4 separate regions of the Danio rerio genome follow, and all the other regions are linked to region 2. The links are chromatin contacts, called in public Hi-C and Micro-C maps. All regions are on one chromosome and are shown on one strand. The core of a region is the stretch at or near the end of the contact, and the rest is flanking DNA. Distances in the headings are between cores, read along the strand shown.

The links. A called contact is a pair of places that touch in the nucleus more often than the background predicts.
Region 1: a contact with region 2 is called in a Micro-C map of caudal fin, with 6 times the contacts expected there. The contact joins the promoter of cd99 here to the promoter of chmp2bb in region 2. A contact is called at or near these places in 2 of 18 Hi-C or Micro-C datasets (caudal fin and an unstated tissue).
Region 3: a Hi-C map of hematopoietic stem cells shows a contact between it and region 2, with 2.6 times the contacts expected there. The contact joins the promoter of nsun3 here to the promoter of chmp2bb in region 2. A contact is called at or near these places in 2 of 18 Hi-C or Micro-C datasets (caudal fin and hematopoietic stem cells).
Region 4: a contact with region 2 is called in a Micro-C map of caudal fin, with 9 times the contacts expected there. The contact joins the enhancer-like site here to the promoter of chmp2bb in region 2. A contact is called at or near these places in 3 of 18 Hi-C or Micro-C datasets (caudal fin, hematopoietic stem cells and an unstated tissue) and 1 of 4 datasets of contacts at active chromatin or transcription factors (embryo).

Annotation. Positions count from the first base shown.
Region 1 is chr1:36,896,307-36,899,006 of GRCz12tu, reverse strand. It overlaps cd99 (CD99 molecule), which reads left to right and starts at 1,279. Exons shown (of 14, transcript NM_001431085.1): 1 at 1,279-1,359; 2 at 1,462-1,526. The coding sequence starts at 1,466.
Region 2 is chr1:37,070,972-37,073,671 of GRCz12tu, reverse strand. chmp2bb (charged multivesicular body protein 2Bb) reads right to left here and starts at 1,378. Exons shown (of 6, transcript NM_212904.2): 1 at 1,210-1,378; 2 at 700-791. The coding sequence starts at 1,243. creb1a (cAMP responsive element binding protein 1a) reads left to right here and starts at 2,097. Exons shown (of 8, transcript NM_200909.1): 1 at 2,097-2,204.
Region 3 is chr1:37,217,805-37,220,504 of GRCz12tu, reverse strand. It overlaps nsun3 (NOP2/Sun RNA methyltransferase 3), which reads right to left and starts at 1,375. Exons shown (of 6, transcript NM_001431082.1): 1 at 1,218-1,375; 2 at 895-1,004; 3 at 1-351. The coding sequence starts at 1,328.
Region 4 is chr1:36,853,874-36,856,573 of GRCz12tu, reverse strand. gyg2 (glycogenin 2) reads left to right here. Exons shown (of 9, transcript NM_001145576.1): 7 at 1,122-1,274. Among named protein-coding and RNA genes, the nearest start is that of gyg2, 11 kb to the left of the region's middle. Within about 2 kb of position 1,438, at least 25 of the 62 cell types and tissues checked have an H3K27ac peak or open chromatin away from gene starts, as enhancers often do. A contact at or near this core is called in caudal fin, where this site is marked.

The DNA.
Region 1 (2,700 bases), core at 30-2,529, 170 kb after region 2:
TATAAATGGATGAATGAATGAGGTAGAAGCAGTGGCGCAGTAGGTAGTGCTGTAGTGCTGTCCCTTCACAGCAAGAAGATTGCTGGGTCGCTGGTTCGAGCCTCGGCTTGGCTGGCGTTTCTGTGTGGAGTTTGCATGTTCTCCCTGCGTTTGCGTGGATTTTCTCTGGGTGCTCTGTTTTCCCCCCCACAGTCCAAAGACAGGTGAATAGGGTAGGCTAAATTGTCACTAGTGTAAGAGTGTGTGTGTAAATGCTTGTGTGGATGTTTCACAGAGATGGGTTGCGGCTAGATGTGCATCTGCTGCATAAAAAGTTGCTGGATAAGTTGACGGTTCATTCCTCTGTGGTGACTCCGGATTAATAAAGGAAATAAACTAAGCCGACAAGAAAATGAATGAATGATTATACAAACATGTTGTAAATAAATAACAAGAACAAAAAACAAATAAATATAGACATGGATGAATGAATGAATGAATGAATGAATGAATGAATATACAAACATATTGTAAATAAATAAACAAGAACAAAAAAAATAAATACACACACGAATGAGTTAATGAATTAATGCATAATTATACAAACATGTTGTGAAATCAATAAACAACAAAAAAACAAATACATATACACATGGATAAATGAATCAATGAATGCATAATTATACAAACATGTTAAAAGAAATAAACAACATTATTAACAAAACAAATACACACATGAATGAGTAAATAATAATAACATGTTGTAATAAACATGTTGTAAAATAAACAAACAACAACAGATAAAAAATACACACATTGATAAATGAATAAATGAAAAATTATACATACATGTTGTAAAATAAATAACAAAATAAAATAAAATAAATACACACATGAATGAATGAATGAATGAATGAATGAATGAATGAATGAATGAATGAATGAATGAATATGTTCCAAAAGTTTAAAGATCATGTCTACTGGCTGTCAAGTTCACCTTTTTTATTAGAGTCTGTCGCCACCTATCATCTGGTCTCGTAAAACAACAAATTTTCTTAGTCAACTTTGTCATCAAAGTGTATATGCTTAAAACAAGAACAAACATAAAAAAAAAAAAAACATAAATCGAACATAAACGTACAACTTTACAATAAGAAGTAAAAAAAAATAAATAAATAAAAAAGATTGTTCTTTAGATCATCTGCTTTGAACAAGAAACAGCACACTCTAAATTCTTTTCAAGCACACGCCCTCTCCAAAAGAGCGCAGGTAGGGCGTGGCGAGGACACTCTCTCTTTCCTGCACATCATCTGTAATTAAACTACGCAAAGCGCTGAACTGCTGAATAGCAATTGGAGCTCGCTTGGGTCACTCAAAGGGGTGAGTAAATCTTACTGCTGAACTTTCCTTACCAGAATTTCTAATTTTAGCGCGTTTCAAAGCTCTCAAAAAACACAAACAATATTTAATACTTTTCTACAGCATGATGAATTCATACACGTGGATTTTACTTCTGCTGGCAGGTCTCGCAGCAACCAAAGCGCAAGGTATGGTTTCCAGTCTAAACGTTTGTGTTGTCGTTTTGTTTTGGTAACAGCGCTTGTAACAGTTTGCGTACTGGGACCGCTTGTTCCCAAAATATCACAACTGTAACAGAAGAAGCTGATTTTTGACAGTTCTTCTATACGTCGCTGGTTTATGTCGCTTTTATGTGGAAATTAGTCACAGTTGCCTACTAGCGCAGTTTTTTGCCCTGGTGAACAAAGAGGTTGATTTGAGTTACCCAAGACCTTGGTACGTTGGCTTGACACGAAATGTGATTTTTCCACATACAAACTGCATGACTCACCAACCCTTGGGAAGAATGGCAGGAGGACTTTTAGCACAAAGCTAATGTTTCTTTTTGTAAGTCGATATTGGTAACATACTGTTTTTAAATGTATGACTAAAGGTTATGACATATAAATCCATGCTACAGAAGTAGATGCTGATTTCCCCCAATTCAGTTTATTTAATTGGATTTTAACAACTTTAAATGATTATTCAGTAGCTGTAAACGGTGAAAACCTGTGTTAACGTTAATATTTTATATACTTTGGTTCTCCAGCTGTAACCAAAATCATAAGCAAAACACTTCCTAATGTGGCTTTTAAAACATTACATTATACAATATTGCATGAATAGTAATATAAAAATGGATTATTAAAAAAACATAACACAACACATACAATATCTGATATCAGATATTATATGGGTTGTGTTACGCATTTAATTCTTCTGAAGATGCTTTGAAAGCTTTTTGCAAGCTTCTGAATGACAATATTTTTGCTGCATACTCTAAAAATGGTGGGTTGTTGTAATCCTACATTGGGTCAAGTATAAACAAACCCAACAATTGTGTTAAAAATGTAACTTAAACTTAATCGGAAAAAAGAACCCAATGTTGTTTTACGACAAGCCAGCTTTTTAAAGAGTTTATAGTGCTAATTCATTTTGGTAAATAATAAAACATAAAAAAGGAATCACAATTTTTAGTGTCCTGAAAAGTAATGCATAACATCTTCAATTATACTTTTAAGGTCACAGAAATACACATTTTCATTCATAGCAAAATGTGCCCTGGACTCCATTTTTAGCAATCTAGTTGCCTTGAACACAGCGTACTAAATATACTTGATCCCATGATGTTGACCCATACTTCCTGTGGCACTGTTCCTACAT
Region 2 (2,700 bases), core at 129-2,628:
TTTCTGATATCAAAAATTATTTCTAAAATTTTCATGTGTAAATAAATATGCTTTTAGTAACATTTTTAATTATTTTGTTATTTTTGATAACATACCTTTCTTTGTTTGTTCTTCTGATTTTATGATTATTCCACCACCTATGCATACATTTTAGGGTCATGACCCCTTACGAAGAACTCATTTCATCATGTGGCTTTAAATTTGGCCACTTTTTACAAAAAAAATGTGTATTTATAAAAGTTATAAGCAGAGTTTGCTTTATCAAATAGATAATGTTATAGGTAAATGAACATTACTACTTGAAATAAAACGTATCGGCAACAATTTGTCAGTACCCAAAACACTTAAAGGGAAGATGACAAACTGTGTATTTCTGGCAACAACAGCAGATATCTATAACCCAAAAAAAATAACAAGGCATGATTCCCCGCCAACATTATAATAGTTATGTTAACACTAATTTTAAAACAATGAGTGGGTATAAATAAAAGTTTTAAACATTCCACTAGCTATTGGCTGGCACAAACAATCCTTAAATCAACTTAAAAGGGGATCATGTGCGGTTAGTTCTAAAAATATATCCACAAACTGTCTCTCTGTGACATTAATGTCATAACCTCGTGATCTCATACACCTCAGTAAATGAAGAACATTTGGCATGAGTATATAGACGTCACGTTGATGGGTGGGGAATCTCACCAGTTGCTTTTCCTGTTTTTCCAGTGCTGTCCGGTCTCTGGCAATTTGTCTCTGCGTTCCTCGCAGCTCTTTGTTTTGTTCTTTAATGACATCTGTAGAATGAAGGAGACATAGTTATCGATCGCCATATAAATTAATAATGCTAAAATGTCTGAGTCAGTTATAACAAATTAATGTGTTGGAACTACTTTCATAGCAAGGTTCAGAGGAACGATTAACGTAAAGGGACAGTGATTTCTTTTAAGAGCTAACGTTACTGGATTAGTTTATTTTAAACCGACATGCTTAAGTATTATTTGTAAGACACAAGCGAAAGAAGCCAAATGTAAAATGTTTACGTCATGGCAGCAATTCAAAGACACGTCTTTGTACAAACTACAGCCCAAATCGTATTTAATGTATTAAATAAAACGACAGAAATTGCTAACGCAGTCTTTGATAGACGTGAGAGCGTTGCTTGGGCGGCTTTGACAAACAAACAAGCACTCAAAGCGGCGGCAAGAAACTTACCATCTACGGTCTTTTTCTTGAATAACGATGTCATTACTGCAACAAACTCCGCCGACCAAGAAACTAATAAGAAAACTAAGTATATCACAATGACTATTATCAAGTGAGAGTTGGCTATCAAAATATCATGACTATTTCCTGGTTCCTGACAAGAAGGCGGTGAACTTCTGCTCTTCTGCATCAGTTATTCATTTTAATTGGTGAACATTGACGTGACGTTGCATTGAAGCTATCCAGTCGTAACATCACACTGACTGGCACCGCCCATAGATGTCTGCCGCAAAAACAAAGGTCTCTCTGTCGTTCTCGTAACTAAAAACTAAAATAAAAATATCTAAAAATAAGATAAAATGTATATATATAATATACAAATCAATACTTAAAATAATAATAATATTTAAATATTATTTAATGACAAGAAATACATCATAAATTAATAATAATAATACCAATGACAATTATAAATAAATATATACAGGAGTTTTTCTACAAATTTATGTGAAAACAAAAAGAAAACTGTCCTTTAATAAAGTATTAAACAATTACACAATTATATAAAACATTATATAATAATACTATAAATTATCATTTTTCTTCCAATTGTCAAATTTCAGATTCGATGGCTTCTAAAAGGCTGAAAACCCCTGCTGTAGTACATTTGAACAGATTTATTCATATTCATTACGACAAAAGTCAGCCAATCGTAGCGCACGGATTTGACGCATGCTCATGTGAACAGTCACGGAGAGACACCTCGTGTAAATTCGACTCTGCTCGATGGCTGTTCGTGTAGGTTCGTGCTACGTTCGGCAAGTTCCGCCTACCTCTCGGATCTTGTCGATCCTGAATTAGGGCTGTATTTCGTCCCCCTCGTTCTCTGTGTTGTTGTCCTCGGTGACGCGACGGAGGTGTAGCCTGACGCGGTCTCTTACGTGTCGGACTAAATAAAAGTGGAGCTCCGGAGGCCTGGGAGTGACGAGGCGAGTCTGTGTCGGGTAAGAAGAGACGCATTCGTGGGGGAAAGAGATAATACACTTGGCGTTTTAGTGGACATGTCGCAATGCTCGATCCGTCTGTAACAAAGAGATCATGGCGGCGGTGGGCATGTTTCTCCACAGCTCAGACTTGCTTGCAGACAATGAGTCAGGTTGTAGAAGGAGGAAAGCGGGACGGGTCTACAAAATACATGTGTTTATGGGAGAGAGATGCGTAGTTATGAATGTGACCGCCCGTCCATGGCACCTTTTTATGAAAGTCCAGCGCGTGAAATGATTTTTTTTCTTTTTTGGCTCCAGCATTGGTTTGTTGAGCAGTCTAAGCTCTCCGTGATACATTAAAGATCTTTACTGTATTCCCGCCCGAGCAATGGTGTTTTGTACCACATTAAACAGCTATTCTTTATCATAAATTGTGGGTTTTAACTGGTAAATAAAATTATAGAGAAAAAAATGATTCATGAGTATTTTTCCATTCTGAGTGCACCATAAAACA
Region 3 (2,700 bases), core at 126-2,625, 150 kb before region 2:
GCTGTCTGTAATATGGCCAGGCTTTTCCCTCCAGGAGCTGCACAAAGATCAAGCACATTTTCTCCTTCCTGCACATTCAAAGCCAGTACAGGGAGAAGAGAGGCTGCATTCAGGAGGTAGTACTGCTTCAGCCAGCCTGTGTGGTGGCTTTGTGTGGGAATACGCACTGGATCTGGGTGAATGAAACACTGCAGAGGGATGTCTGCTGTTTGGGAATGGGATTCAGGATGTGTCTGTTGAAGAAGGTTTGTGTATCCGAGCTCCGCAAGACACTGCTTGAGGTTTGTAAGGTCACTGAACCGATTAAGCAGGACGCCATATTGCCATGAGAGTGGATTCAGAAGCACATCCCTGAAAATATTCAATATTTATATTGATTTGTAAACTAGTTATGAGATTGTCACTTAGACCAGGGGTGTCTAAACTCGGTCCTTGAATGCCGGTGTCCTGCAGATTTTAAATCCAACTTGCCTAAACACACCTGCAAGGATGTTTCTAGAAAGCCTAGTAAGAGCTTGATTAGCTTGCCCAGGTGTGTCTGATTGGGGTTGGAACTAAACTTTGCAGGACACCGGCCCTCCAAGAGAGAGTTTGACATGCCTGACTTAGACAATCTGAGGCAGTAACATTGATTACAAGGTAAAATCATAGCAAGCCTTAGTTAAAAGGGTGGCCAGAATTATAACCTTTCCTTTATTCATTTTCCTTCAGCTTAGTCATTTATTTGCAAAAGATTGACACAATGAAATGAACCACCAATAGTAACCATTTAAATGCAAATACATTTAAATGTTCTCATGAAAATTTTGACATCAAAATACAATAATTTAAATTATTTAAATAAGAATAAAAATTTTAACAGCATTAATTGATATTAAAAATCCTATTACCCACCTTGCATTCCACCACTGCTCTCCAAGCTCTTCACTGTACTGTCTATCAAAATGCTTCAGTACAGTCTCACAAAGCTGCTTCTGGGGTTTAGATATATATTGTGCTGCAAGCTGCTGAAATGGAGAACCATTAAATATTAAAACTAATTAAAAGTATTAAAATGTATATAATGTAATATAGAAATGATAATTTACTGATTACTAAATACGTAGTTGATATAAAATTCTATAAATATTGAATTGCAGTTGTTATCGTAGTATTATGTTAGTGTTATGTGTTTTGTCGTATTTAAATCACAGATGTAATACGTTTTGTCCGCTTACTGTATTAGAGATTGTGTTTTGGCCATGACATGAAGAGGACAGAATACACTTAATAGACTTCAGAAAGAGAAATGAACTGCCTGACATGCAGAATAATTTCGGTGAAAACATTGATATTGATGCAATTTATTTCTGACTACATAGCTACTGTTCCGCGGTCCGTCTTCTTACTGAGTTCCCCCGGAAATGTGGGTTGTGATGTTAGTTCCGTTTTTCTGTGTTTGAGGGTCGGTATCAATCGGTATTATGGTCGGTTGACGGCCTTTATTTAGTACAATTTATAATTTGTAAATATTTTTTTTCTTTTTATGTGTTTTTAATCGCAAGTAACATTCAAGTAATTGTTGAGTTAGAGTGAAAGTATTCAGAAACTACGAATTAATTATGTAATCTAAACAAATATTACACATAGCCATTTGGCCAGTAAATACAGAATATATTTAAATACAAAATAACTGATGCACATTAGCCTTTTGGTAAAATAGTCAGGGTTGGAAAGTTGAACAATGAATGTAAACGCAGAATAACTACATTTTCTAAAGCTTTTTTAATCAACTTAGACTAAGCTGATTGCTGGCAATACAGGCAATGTTTATCAGCTGAAACTGCAAAAGTTTAACACATATAATAGCCAAACATAAAGACATTTCGAGTTTTGTGTGTTGCTATGTTTTGTTCAGAGTATTCAAGTATTCAGTCAGGAAAAAAATATATATGATTTTGTTCTTTATCTCTGTAGCTGTACACCAGAACATTCTAGACAGAACATTTCTTTCTAGAAAACCAGTAGTCTACTAACTTCTAGTGTTTTCTGCCTACACTATACAAAATGCCTTTAGTGTGCAGAATTAAGTTCCAACACACTGCAAGTTACAAACAACCCTGAAGGACTTAATTAATTCGACGAGGTTTGTTTTATTAAGTTTGAAGCTATTGTGAAGAGTGCAGTGTCATCAAATTATTATTCATTTCATTGTTTCTTAATCCCTTCAAATGAAAGTATGCCTAAAATGGTGCATTAAGACAGAATAAAAGATGAACAAATATTACAGTCTAGTAGTTGAAATTGTTTTTTTAATAGTACTAAATGTTTATATCTATTAAACACTTAGGCCTATTACAATGTTAAATATAACAGTAATTTAATTACATAATTATAGCTTCTAACAGTGATGTTAATATTTCATGGCATAAAGTTGAAGTGTTTTAAATGCTAAGATTTTAAAATGTGCGACATGGTAGCTCAGTGCACTGTCATCTCACAGTAAGATGGTCGCAGGTTCGAGTGCCAGCTGGAGCAGTTGACATTTCTGAGGAGTGCATGTTCTCCTCCGGGTGCTAGAGTTTCTCCCACAGTCCATAGACATGGGGTACAGGTAAATTGAATAAACCAAATTGGCCGTATGAGTGTGTATGGGTGTTTCCAGTGCTAGGTTGCCGCTGTGTAAAACATATGCAGGATAAATCGGTGGTTCATTCCGCT
Region 4 (2,700 bases), core at 189-2,688, 220 kb after region 2:
TAAAGTTAGCAAGCCTTCACTAGGCAAGTGACATTCAAAACCTAAAATAAGTCAATTATTATTGAAAACACTGATCATTTGTGATTTATGACAAGTGCAGTGTGCATCTTTCTGACCCCTATAGTGTGGTGAACTCAGCAAAGATTAATGAAATTTGTTAATTTTTAAATTCAAATCATTTTCATATCGTAGTCTTTTATGTTTGGTTCTATTAATGTATTAATTTATTAAATGTATTACAGCTGTTTTGCATAGCCCTGTGCGTTTTATTTATTTTTTATGCAACTTTTATGGACATACTTTGAGCTCAGGTACATTCTGTTTGATCATTCTTGAGATGTTTCAGTAGCTTAATTGAAGTTTATCTGTGGTAAATTCAGTTGATTGGACATGATTTGAAAAGGCATACACCTGTCTATATAAGGTTGTAAGGTTGACAGTGCATGTCAAAGCACAAACCAAGCATGAAGACAAAAAAATAAATAAAAAATGTCTGTAGACCTCCAAAACAGGACTGCCCATTGAGCAAAGGCTTTGAATACTTATGTACATGTGATTTGTCAGGTATTTCATTTTTAATAAAAATCTTTTTTTTTCCACATTGTCATTATGGGGCAGTGTGTGTAGAATTTTGAGGAAATAAATGAATTTAATCCATTTTGGAATAAGGCTGTAACATAAAAAATGTGGAAAAAGGAAGCGCTATGAATGCTTTCCCTGTGCACTGTTGTTAAATCTAACTGAACAATGCATATTTTTAAAAGGTTAATGGTTAATAATTATTTAACTAGCGCCAGTTTTGTGCTCATGTTTGTTTTTCCAAATTGAAGAACCAACTTTTTGTGCTAAAGTATTAGCCCTGTGTGCTATTAAAGAGTAGATGATGTTTGCAGCATGTCACTCAAAGATTATAAAAGTCAAATGGAATCCAACATGACTGTTCACACTGCGGTCACTTCGCAAAACATGAGAACAGTACTTAGTCAGTTACTTCTAAATTATGTTTTATTTATTTATTTATTTTTGGACATATAACATCTAGTATTGTCATACAAAACATAATTAATCTGTCAGTCATTCATCATCATGTTTATTTATTTATTTATTTATTTATTTTTTAGTCAGCGCAGCAGTTTGTTCCCCCACAGACGCATCATTCTCCACCACAAAGCCAAAAGAAAAGCATTGAAGCCCAGCACACCGAACAGACACCTCTCCAAGATCTCTCTTTGGATTCACTGACAATAAGCTCCTCTAAAAAGCCTGAGGAAACAGTAAGTGGTATTGCAGGATCCACTGTTTATCCAGCGATGTGAAGGTTTAAGAATAAAAATGAGGAAGTGTGACAAATAAGCTTACGCAGTTCTGAGTCTCTCTGTGACTCAACTCCAACTCCTTTAAAAGTATCTCTTCCTCTGGGCTTTCAAACCAGTCTGTGACACACCCAACAGTGACTCACATACAACACAAAGACAACACTAACCCGTTCACATGACTGCCAAACACACAGAGCGCTGTTTATAATGCAAGCACACAAGATATTGAAGAGAGTTTCTAATTTAACAAAAGGACGATATTAATATCGTTATATAATAGGATTATTCATAGGTCAACATTTACTAATGCATTATTTAAATACAAATTCATGCTTGTGAAGTTAGAAAGGCTTTATTCTGCAGAAACAACCATTCAGGGGTGTGTTTCCCAAAAAACGATGTAATCCGCGGCTGGACTATCAAAGTATGATGCATTGTTTGGGAAAAGAATGATGTAGTGATGAGTGGTTCCCAAAACCCGTGGTTTCTCTGTTGCAAATCTGTCGTTTGAATGATACTCTAAACAGGGTTGTAACAACTTTTTTAGTGAAGAACTCCATAATTTTTTGTGCAATTTTTATTGTTTTAAACGCACACGCATAAAAAAGTCCAATATTACTTTTGGTAAAAACATGCACTCGCTTTTCATATTAATTGAAATATATGTAAACGGCACACATAGGGCCTAAGATACCTTTACAAATATTCTTCAGAATAGGCCATATTCTAGTCTAAAATATAAAATCACTTACAATACCTAACACGTATTGTAATATCATATAGCAATAAATACATACATAAATAAATAAATGAATAAATAAATAAATGAATGAATAAATAAATAAATAAATAAATACATAAATAAATAAATAAGGCTATTTATTAAGAAATGAGATTTAATATTTATTATTTATTAGGAAATTATTATTTCTTTTTTAATTTGACACATGCAAACCACTGCAGAAATGTTCTAACCAACAGGCCCATGTCATATACAGTACAAATACTTGATAAATAACCCACTATAAATTTAAATGATTACCATATGCTGTTTTTTTTTTTTTTTTTTTTTTTTCACAAGCTTTGGAAGGTAGCAAATTCTGCTTTAAAATAATAGGTCACCTAGCTTTCATCATGAGCCATGGCTGTGTTCAAAATGACATCAATGTTTTCAAAATGCACAGTGAAGGGAGTGCATTTGTAGTCATGAAGATCACTAAAACTGTAATGTAAAAAAATCTTTTAAACTAAATTACACCTGCGTGATGACTTTAATGCTTTTTTTTTAATCAATGCAAATTTGAAAGTTAGAATGATCTAAAAGAATAGGGGGGATAACTGGGAATAGAACACAGCCAGGAACTATGTTTCTAACTAAAGCTCC